Linked DNA regions of Zea mays: regions 1 and 2 are each linked to region 3. The links are chromatin contacts, called in public Hi-C maps. All regions are on one chromosome and are shown on one strand. Each heading gives the region's core, a stretch centred on a gene start, on an enhancer-like site or on the middle of the called end of the contact. The rest is flanking DNA. Distances are from core to core; before and after follow the strand shown. Region 1 holds the start of LOC103635674 (SBP-transcription factor 11). Region 2 has its middle 16 kb from the start of LOC100216730. Region 3 holds the start of LOC100281565 (LEC14B).

The links. A called contact is a pair of places that touch in the nucleus more often than the background predicts.
Region 1: a contact with region 3 is called in a Hi-C map of tassel, with 6 times the contacts expected there. The contact joins the promoter of LOC103635674 here to the promoter of LOC100281565 in region 3. A contact is called at or near these places in 11 of 25 Hi-C or Micro-C datasets (bundle sheath, ear, endosperm and 5 more).
Region 2: a Hi-C map of ear shows a contact between it and region 3, with 3 times the contacts expected there. The contact joins the enhancer-like site here to the promoter of LOC100281565 in region 3. A contact is called at or near these places in 6 of 25 Hi-C or Micro-C datasets (ear, endosperm, leaf and 2 more).

The regions. Positions count from the first base shown.
Region 1 is chr8:108,920,667-108,924,148 of Zm-B73-REFERENCE-NAM-5.0, forward strand. It overlaps LOC103635674 (SBP-transcription factor 11), which reads left to right and starts at 1,848. Exons shown (of 10, transcript XM_008658070.2): 1 at 1,848-3,169. The coding sequence starts at 1,860.
Region 2 is chr8:108,823,380-108,826,913 of Zm-B73-REFERENCE-NAM-5.0, forward strand. No RefSeq gene overlaps it. Among protein-coding and RNA genes, the nearest start is that of LOC100216730, 16 kb to the left of the region's middle. Within about 2 kb of position 1,857, at least 18 of the 20 cell types and tissues checked have an H3K27ac peak or open chromatin away from gene starts, as enhancers often do. A contact at or near this core is called in ear, endosperm, leaf and 2 more, where this site is marked.
Region 3 is chr8:108,471,343-108,475,036 of Zm-B73-REFERENCE-NAM-5.0, forward strand. LOC100281565 (LEC14B) reads right to left here and starts at 2,427. Exons shown (of 10, transcript NM_001154484.2): 1 at 2,242-2,427; 2 at 1,331-1,742; 3 at 1,063-1,182; 4 at 1-26. The coding sequence starts at 1,711.

The DNA of each region.
Region 1 (3,482 bases), core at 598-3,097, 450 kb after region 3:
GCCCGACCCCAGGGCTCGGACTCGGCCTCGGCCCCAGAAGACGACGAACTCCGCCTCGCCCGACCCCAGGGCTCGGACCGACCACGTCACAGGAGGGGCCATCATTACCCTACCCCTAGCTAGCTCTGGCTACGGGGAACAAGACCGGCGTCCCATCTGGCTCGCCCCGGTAAACAGATAATGATGGCACCCCGCGTGCTCCATGACGACGGCGGCGCTCAACCCCTTACGGAAGCAAGGAGACGTCAGCAAGGACTCGACAGCCCCGACAGCTGTCCTTCCGCAAGGCTCCAGCGCTCCTCCGACGACCACAACATCACACGAACAGGGTGCCAAAACCTCTCCGGCTGCCACGACGGCATGTACTTAGGGAGCTAGCTCCTCTCTGCTAGACACGTTAGCACACTGCTACATCCCCCATTGTACACCTGGACCCTCTCCTTACGCCTATAAAAGGAAGGTCCAGGGCTCTCGTACGAGAAGGTTGGCCGCGTGGAGAGGACGGGACGACGCGTGCAGGCCTCTCGCTCCCTCCCGCGCGGACGCTTGTAACCCCCTACTGCAAGCGCACCCGACCTAGGCGCGGGACAAACACGAAGGCCGCGGGTTTCCCCTTTACGCCCGTCTCCCTGTTTTCCCCCTCCGTGATCCGTCTCGCGCCGACCCATCTGGGCTGGGACACGCGGCGATAATTTACTCGTCGGTTCAGGGACCCCGGGGTCGAAACGCCGACAAATAGATATGTTTTTCTCGTGTTTTTTTCTCTCTTTCACATCAAGGAAGTTTTTTCCACGTTAAACTCTCTGTCTCTTTTTCCCATCTACAATCCTAACATAAACCTATCCAAATGAATGATCTGTACCTACATCACTTACCACATAAGGTAGCAATTAGCTTGCAAGCTAATTTAAAGCTACACACCACAGCACACAAGTATTCAGTAATCACTTGGACGATAGTATCCTAAATGTCCTAATATGTTGCAAAAAAACTGAATGCATATCTTACTAGTACTTGACATTAATTGCACTCGTGCGCATCAGCCTGGTGCTGGTATACCGAGAAAAAATTCCCAAAAGACTAGGCTATATACTAGCCCTCCACAGCTTTTGGAATCAAAATTTGAAGTTTATTAGAGTTGTAGAAATATACTAAAAATGTAATAAATATCATTAGATTATTAATAATATATATTTTTATTTTAAATACATTTAGAGATAGAAATAATGATATTTTTTATAAATATAATCAAACATAAAAACATTTTTTAAAATGGAATATACATTTTAAAATGGAATAAGTTAGTATTCCTATTCTAAATTATAAAATATTTTGATTTTTAGATATATATAAAGTTTATATCCACTTAGATATGCTCCATACATCCCAAAATATAATTTATTTTAGATTAAACATACGTTCATTAATTAATATATAAATGTAATTTGTATGTATATTTATATTTATTATCATCCATTTAAAGGTAGATAGAAAAAAGAAACTATAACCAACAATATTTTATAACGGAGGGAGTACATTAGAGCACTAATTCTTTTTCCTATCTTCGGTCCATTGTGCATACATTGCACGCAGCCTCACCGTTCACCGGGGCAGAGTCAACTCACAGGAAAGACGAAAGAGGATCTAAAAAAACTCAAGAAAGACCATTGAGGCCTTGAGGGCTCCAAAAAGGAAAGAAAGGAAATGATACGAAAGAAAAGAAGAGAATCATGTCGAGTTGCCCACTCGCGACTCGCGGTTGTCCGTTGGCTACCGCCTACCGAACAGCAGTGGTTGGCAAAAAAAATGGATGTCGACCCCGAGATGCACGTCGTCCTCTAGTCGCGTCGCATGTCGACATGATGGCACGCGCCAGCCGCCAGCAGGAGTGCAGGACCCAGCCCGGCGCCATCGCCCTGCTACGACCGTCCGCTTCCCAGCCCAGAGATCGCCATCCCATCCCACCATCCACGGGCCAAGCGCCGCCGGCCGCCGGCGTCCCGTTCAGGACTTCAGTTCAGGCACTACGGTCAGATCCACCGCACGGGCCCCACCCCGACGACAACAAACAAGACGACGGCGTCCGCACTGACGCATGGGCCCCATCCGTATGTTGCTGTGGCGTCAAGATTCGCCAATCGGACCAACCAATCTTCCCACTGCACCCGCAGCCAACAACCCCACACTGGTCTGGGGTGGCCCTCTCGTCAGCGAGCACGCGCGGGGCAGCCCCGGTTGTCCAGCGCCGCCCACCTACCTGCCCGGCCGGATCCTCTGTCGGGTCACTGACGTGCGAGGCCGGCCTGAGCCTGGCCCCGCACGTCAGTGACCTAAGAGGAATGGCTTCGCCTACCTGCTGTGACTGGGGACGCCAGGACCAATTCCATTCGCTCCACCCCGCGACCGCGAGTCCCTCCCTTCCTGCCTCCCCCCGCGGAATCGTGAGGGTTCCCAAATCGCCGGAGTTGATCCTGCCGTGCGGGCGCGCGGTGGTTAGGGCTAGTCTGTCTCCGGAAATGGACGCCCCCGATTCCGGCGGTGGCGGCTCGGCGGATGCCGGCGAGCCTATCTGGGACTGGGGCAATCTCCTCGACTTCGTCGTCCAGGATGACGACTCCCTCATCCTCCCCTGGGATGACGCCGCCGGCATAGCAGCATCCGACCCCACCGAGGCCGCCACGGCACTGCTCCCCGCCTCGCCCCCGCTTCCGCAGTCGGTGGAGGAGGAGCCGGAGCCGGAGCCGGAACCGGGGCCAGTGCTTCCGCCGCCCCCTCTTCGGGTTCAGGGGATCGGGCGCCGCGTCAGGAAGCGGGACCCGCGGCTGGTGTGCCCGAACTATCTCGCGGGGATAGTCCCATGCGCGTGCCCCGAGGTGGACGAGATGGTCGCCGCTGCCGAGGTGGAGGACGTGGCGACGGAGTTCCTTGCTGGCGCGCGGAAGAAGACTAAGACTGCTGGTCGCCGTGGCAAAGCGGAAGCTGCAGGTACTGCCGGAGGAACTGTCCGCGCGGCGGTGGCGGAGATGAAGTGCCAAGTGCCTGGCTGTGAGGCGGACATACGGGAGCTGAAAGGGTACCATCGCCGGCACCGTGTGTGTCTGCGCTGCGCGCACGCTGCTACTGTCATGCTCGATGGTGTCCAGAAGCGCTACTGCCAGCAGTGCGGCAAGTAAGCTCTAGTTTCTCCACTCCTAACTGTTTTATTAATCGGCATGAAACAGATTCGTATCAGTAGGATAGACAAGTATGCTCGGCACATTCGTATCAGTTTAAAATTCGTTTGTTATTGTTTGATTGCCTTTCCTTTTTATCCAAAAGTGACTCAGAATTCATACGTGATGTTTGGATTTAATCCAATGTTAAGTACAAACTTCGCGTTTTCCAGAGGCTTTCTTTTTACTAGAATTTCGTGGATTTTTTATGCTCCTATCAGTTAGGTTGCATCATGACATTATGGTACAATGCTAACTTTTCTTTTTTCT
Region 2 (3,534 bases), core at 607-3,106, 350 kb after region 3:
AAAAAGGATACGGTAATAAATAAATCAATAAATAGATAGTTTACGTCACAGCTACCCTTTCTATACAAAATCGTTTTGTTAAAAAACAAAACCATCCAAAAATCAACCCAAACATATAAATCGGTCGAGAGTCGTCACGTGGTAGGAATCCATCGTTTTCTACATCTTGAACTCTTTGAACCACTTCATCTTTCTACACACGTAATCCCTCCACGATATCCAGATTCTCTGCACAACTGGATTCTCAGAAAAGCTTGTCAGAAAAAAGCTGAACCAAACAAGCCATAAATAACCTAATGTGGGCATATGGTACTACTACGACTTCACCTCCCTCCGCGCTTGACACTCTGGGCCCGCCCCACACGCCATGTCCTGTGGGTTCCACGCCCAACACTCACATAACACTCTCTCAGCTACTGCCTTGTGGGACCTCCTAACTGCGTCTGTCCGGCACCTGACCCCGCCTATGCAGCTATCACACTAGAAAAAATAGTCCAGAACTATTAATACTTATTTATATCTATACTATACTTAAAGCACCAGTTTCAACGGTCGTCACACGTCATCTTTTTACAAATAACCCCTCACAGCTATTTCAAATTAATCCGATGCACGCCTATAGATGGCCAAACGACTGCCCGGCACGGACCAGACGCCCGCGGGCCACAACTCTGGCCCAGGCACATCATGCCGGCCTACTGACTGTGCTGGGCTAGCCCGTCGGCCCATTTGATTAAATCAGCATAAAATGCTAAAAAACAGTGCAGGAGGTGGGGCTTGAACTCATGCCTTGATGGAAGAAGAGCGAGAGATACTAGGTAAAGTTGTCTAACCAGTAGAACATCATGTTTAGATATTTTTAATATTGAATATAAATTATATATATGTATATAAGTTTTTTTATAAAATTTAAAAATATAATCGTGTCAGGCCGGACCAGCACTACGAGCCGAGGCTACAGCCCAATCACAGCACGACGTTCTTGACTCTTGCAAGCATTAGGTTGTTTCTGAGACCACATTGGCGCAATGGACTCCATGATGTTTGAGGTTGCTGAATTGGATGGAGCAACAATGATTTGTCACACTAACAGTAAAATAAAAGATTATTTATTGTTTTTAAATATTAGTAATTGCTACGAAGTAGCATAATTTATATGGAGTGCATCCAGTTTTTATTGATGCTGACTTTAGCAATCACTCCATATTTTGATCTATCTTTTTTATAAGTTTGAGTTCATGTGACTTATTTTAGAAACTTGAGCTCACAAATTTTCTCTTATTTGGTCTCTGTATGGTGGAATTATGTCATTTTATAATCTCTGTTCGTTCAGTTAGTCGTTGTGAACTCTTTTCTAATCGCTCACTTCATTGGTCGTATTGTACCAAGACATATTGGATGGAGTAAATAATAACATCAGTTAGCCAAATCAAAAAATATTATACAGAGAGCGGAGATAATCAATAAAAAATATTATTTTTTGTAGATAGTTTATATGGGCATTGTTGTAAGCCGTCGCAACGCACGGGCAACCGACTAGTAATATATAATAAAAGAGTAACCGGCAAGCTGACCGTGAAGGCGCTAAAAGACTGACTATATGTATTGACAACAGAGTAGTGTTTTTGTCTCTCTCTCTCTCTCTCTGGGTGATGACTCGTGGTCGCAGATTGCGGCGCGTGGCTTTAGCGCTGGCGTTTATCTGCCGCCCCAGCCCAGCCCAGGCTAGCTGGCGCTGGCGGCGACCGCGACGCCGACGGGGCCCGTGTGCGACAAAACGGGGGCTGCGAGGCCGGGCCCGGCGTACGGCGGCTTTGGTGGTGTGAGTGATCGTTTTGCCAGACGACGGCGCCTAGTATATGATTATTGGGTGGTGTACGAGGAGTACGTACCCCTACGGCGCATGCCTTATGATGATTAGTGTAGTACGTACTGACGAAGTCACGAAGAAAGAAGAAAACACGTGTCGAGACCAGAGGACGGCCTGGCGTGATTGTGCAGCCCGGGTTGAGCGGGCCCAGCACGTTTCGTACAGTCCAACGCAGGTCAAGAAAAAATAATAGGCGTGAGATCGAGAGAGAGAGAGAGAGAAATAATCACGCATGGATGCACCCTCGAGTGGCACCCTAGTAGCAGCAGTAGTACCTCGCAGCGTCCTAATGCCCACATCAAGTTGCAACTTGCAAAGCGACAAGGGATCGAGTACCCGGCCGCCTACCAGCCAAGCCAGTCTACTGTGTCGCACTTAGCAATCCGAGACACCACTTTACTCAATAACAGAGAGTTTGATCCTCTTGGATCTATGCGTGCATGAGCAGAGAGAGGAGGAGGAGGAGGAGGTTACCGTGTTGTAGATCTTGGCGCGGTGGTGTTACCTGGTCGTTGTCACTGTTAGGATTTATGGGCTTGGCCCAATTAAGTTATTCAAATAAATCCCAGGAAAATCTCAAAAGCCCATATAAGTGGATGGCAAAGGGATAGGTGGAACCAATAGCACCATATTGCTAGCTCTTGTGGAGTAGAGCTAACTTAAATATGGAAGCCACACTCACTCACCAAGTCATGGATGAGAGGAGAGAGTGTGGAGAGCCACGCGCGCGCGCGCGCTCGCTCGCCTCGCCTGGCCTGGCCGGGGCGAAGGGCGCGGGCGCACGACATACGCGTGAATGGTCCGCCGAAATCCGGCCCCTCGCCTTGCGGGGGCGCGGCTACCTTTTGCCGTTTGATTTTTTGGTTTCTTGGCTGTTACGCTTATCCTAACCGATCGCTACAAAATCTCAACTGATTGCGAGATTTTCGTGGGCGGATAAGCACGGGGGGTCGCGGACTCGACCCTATAAAAGGAGCCCGGCAGCTAGCCTCCAAATCATCCCAGATCCCAGTTCGCTTTCGCCTCTCTTCATAGCTGAGCCGCCTTTTAGTTCCCTTCGTCCCGACCGCAGAGGTGCATCTGCGATCAAGAGAGCAGGTCTCCGGAACCCTTCGTCTTCTAGATCCTGCACCGGGAGAGGGCGAATAAGGTTTTTGGGAAGCGTCTTCACGCGACTGCTCGTGATCTGCTGACCTCGTCAACCCATCTGATCCTGGCGCGCGCCAACAATCAGTAAGTCTAATCAGTACGCATCATCTGATTTGGCTTTTATTTCAGTTCTTCTGATTTGGTCATGATTTATATTCGGAATTTAATTTGGAATTTGTCTAATTATTCAACAATCCAAAAACCTTATTGTAGACAATTTCCTAGTTTTTCAATGGCTGCTTTTGCCGACGCGCTGAAGCCAGAAAAGTTTAATGGTATGCACTTTAAGAGATGGCAAGTCAAGGCCACGCTCTGGCTTACTGCTATGAATGTCTTCCATGTTAGTAAAGGCAGACCTGAGGGTCCACTGACTCCTGAACAGGAGAAAGAGTACGACCATGCCAATACTATGTTCACGGGAGCCGTTCTTAGCGCCCTTGTTGACCGTCTGGTTGATGCGAATATGCAGTACACAGACGGGAAACAGTTGTGGGATGCACTTACTACTAAGTATG
Region 3 (3,694 bases), core at 1,177-3,676:
ATAATAGGTGCCAGACTAGAGTAGGCCTGCATATTTACAATGAAAAACAATTATTGGGCTTGATATGCAAGCAAAAATGGGGAGCAAGAGAGAGCATTCCACAGATTGGTGAAGTAGAGATATACATAAAGGATAATATGATATGCAAACATAAAGAGCTAGAATGCATTTCGAAACTCTAAGGCGTAAAATAAACTCGGTGGGGAGGGAAAGACCGCCCTCTCGGCAGAAGAGACCGAAACATGGTCCCGGCCGAGAAGATCCCCGAACCTTGGCCCCCCATCACTAGCAGGTCGTCACCGCCCACTCTGCAACGGCCCAGCCAGAAGGTGGCGCGCAGGACGTAACCCGGGAGCAGGCAGGGCATAGCGAGGGGATTTTTTTAACCAAGCCCGAAATTCGCCCCTGAGGGGGATCGAACCAGGGACCTGGAGGTGCTACTCGGAAGCCTTAACCATTACGCTAGAGGCCCTTTGCAAACCTCTAAGGCGTGCTCATACCAACAAACAAAATATGTAGCATTATGTCATGAAAGGACCAAATGGACTAGACGAAGTCTCAAATGTCCCTGTAAACTTCATTGTCCTACAGGTACTTCCAGTCATTGTAGTTGATGTAATGGTTGGAACAACTTCGATGCATTTCATCTTGGTAGCCAGACATAGGTAAGGTCAATATTGCACAACTCATCTTTGGATGCTAGCCTCTATGATATTGTCCATGTGAAACATCCATTTCCCAACTGCAACATGTTTCCACTAGAAGAACCGGAACTACCCAGCTCCCAGCCCATATGCTCTCCCGTCAAAAGATACAATAATAAAAAAAATGAAAACTTGTTGTAAAACATGTAACCACATCTGGTACTCTTTGGTTTATTCACCTGTTGAACAGAGTTGCATATGAAATATTTCTTCTTGATAAGAAGAATAATGAAAGAGATTTATCTACAATGCTGACTGATGAAAAGTTGCAAAATAGAGTTACATGCAAACCAAAACTGAACAAAGCATGTAGAATAAGGGTGATAAGCTAAACTTATTAAATCCAGGAGAAACTTACAAGATACCGCTGATCAGGTGATAAGGATACATCACTGATTGTCCATCTTAAACACCTAGCATGAATGTCTTTGTGTATGCTCCAGCCTCTATCAACATCGTATATTCTTATGTGACTTCCCTGAAAATGAAAAGAAATGTTATTTATACTACGTCTATAAATTTTAACTTTAAAAATGCATAACATGATGACAGAAAAAGTAAACACCAGGAAATTCTGACTTGAACTTGTTTAAAACCTCGACTATTGTTGGTTGAGCATAGCATACCTGAAAACCAGCAACAAAAAGAGTACCATCAGCAGAAAACTGTGAAACGTAAGCACGAGAATCCATCCTATCCAATAATTCAGGATTGTTCATCGGAACATGACGACCTAGAACAAATGCACGGTCACCAGAAGAGAACATCCCCTTTCCAGAACAATCAATTTCCCTTCGAGATAATAACTTGGCAGTTGATATTATGCCTCTGTTGGTACCCATGGACTTGTAGCTTTCAGTAAGTCCTGATCTCATTCGGGTCATATGAAAAATATCATTATGTAGTGTTGCAAACTCATCGTTCACTTGAACTGAGCCAGATCCACCAGTATTCTGCCCTTCAGCCTCATAGTATTCATCGTCTAGCCTACTCATGCCATAACCCATTCTTTCAGGCCGATGTATTTATTGATTTTCTCTGCAAACACTTATCAATATTCAGACTCAAAGGCTTGTTTATAGAAATCGGAATGTTTCCAAGGAACAACGAAATTTGTTACATCTTTGCAATTGCATAAAAGACACATATCACGTGAGAGCAGCCTGTTTTTTAAGGTCAGGAGCAGCTTATGTTGGCCAGTTTGTTCGTTGAATGTGCTTTTTTAACTAGAATTCACAAGCCCGATTCAAACCTCTGGTTTCTACTCTAAATACACCCTATAAATTGTGGTATTGCATCATAAAATATTTTAAAACAGTGAAACTGCATCCGCGAACATGCAGGAACAAAGATTTTACTACTGATAATTACTAGCTATCAGGGGGAACCCAGTAAAGGGCATGGGTATACACATGTACACACGATAATTTTTGCCCAAAAAAAAGAGTTAGCAGGGATAATACTACATGTACACTACACTTGTAACTACATCAGATTCGACAAATAGATGTTAGGGGAAGAAAAGGGATAGGCGTACCCGGTGGGTGCTTGTCCCCGGCGAAGGGCCCAAAGAAGACCTGAGCAACTGTTGTAGGGCGGAGGCGATAGTCGCCCAGTCGCCGCCACGAGAGAGCGAGAAGCGCGCACGCACCAGGGGACGGGAGAACCACGCCAGAGCGAGCCAAGGGACAGAGGGAAGCGCCGGAGAATGGGAAGAGCCTGGGCGGACCGGATAACAAAAAAAAAAGGGCTTGTAGAGGGTTTTCTTGCTGGTAGCAAGCGGTTCTTTGCACACACAGTCACACCTCACGCATAAGAAAACAAAGTGATGAACGGGAGAGATTTGCCATTAGTATTTGTTGGCGCCGATCTAACCGTCAATCACTACGATATGCATTGGTGATGATGCTCGCGGACACAATCACACCTCACGCATAAGAAAACAAAGTGAAGAATGGGAGAAAATTGCTATTAGTATTTGTAGGCGCCAATCTATACGCCAATCACTACAATGTGCATTAATGGCGGTGCTCTCTACGGCAGCGTGGACGGTCCGCGACCTGGCGCAGGAGTTAGAGTTTCTGCAGACAAGTCGTACGGTCCACGCCTGATGGGCGAACGGTCCACGCGTGTAGAGGCGATGGAGTTCGCCAACAACACCTAGATCTCGCTTCCGGAAGGGACCCATCGAGGAGGAGAGGTTATAGGATTTATTTTGGGATCGGCAGACCATCCAAGACGCCTCTAAACGACATAGAGCCGGAGAGAGATGAAGATTAGAGGGGAAACTATGTTATTGTCCACACCTAGGGCAAAAGGTAAAGAACGGAAGATAAATTGATTGTTTGATTAATTGTTGGTGATTGTATCGGTCGTACCCCTTAATATATATAGGAGGGAGATCTAGATCCGTTTCTAGACGTCTCCCAACAGCAACACCGGATTTAGAGGGGCAAATCGCGTGGAAAACAGATTAGTTGTGCCTAATCTGATCTATTCGTGGACCGTCCACGCCTACGGGCGGACTGTCCTCGTGCTGGACCATCCGATCCTCAAGGTCGGACCATCTGACTATGCCCAGTACCACAAATGGTGCTCAACACATGTCCCTCTTTCTTTTGGAGGAGCTGGGTGAACCAAAAGCACTAGCACATGATGTAATCAACTCGACGTGACCACATCGGTTCTTTTAAGCATCTTGCCACGTACTACAATGATATTGCTTCCAAAAACGTTCGTTCAGCGCATTGGACAAGTCCTCACCTTGTAATTTTGTAATATATAAGTGTTTCCAGGTAATGATATTACATGTGTGATCTTTTAAAGACCTTTCTAGCTTGGCGACTATTTTCCAAACTTCCGGTCTCTGTTCCTCAATGGCAAGATGGTCTTTCATACCAGGTTTCCAACCTGGAATGACTTAGCCTTGACCTTATTGTTGTAAGCTTTGCCGACCATGATCTTGTCTTTTCTATTTCTCCTAGAGCTAT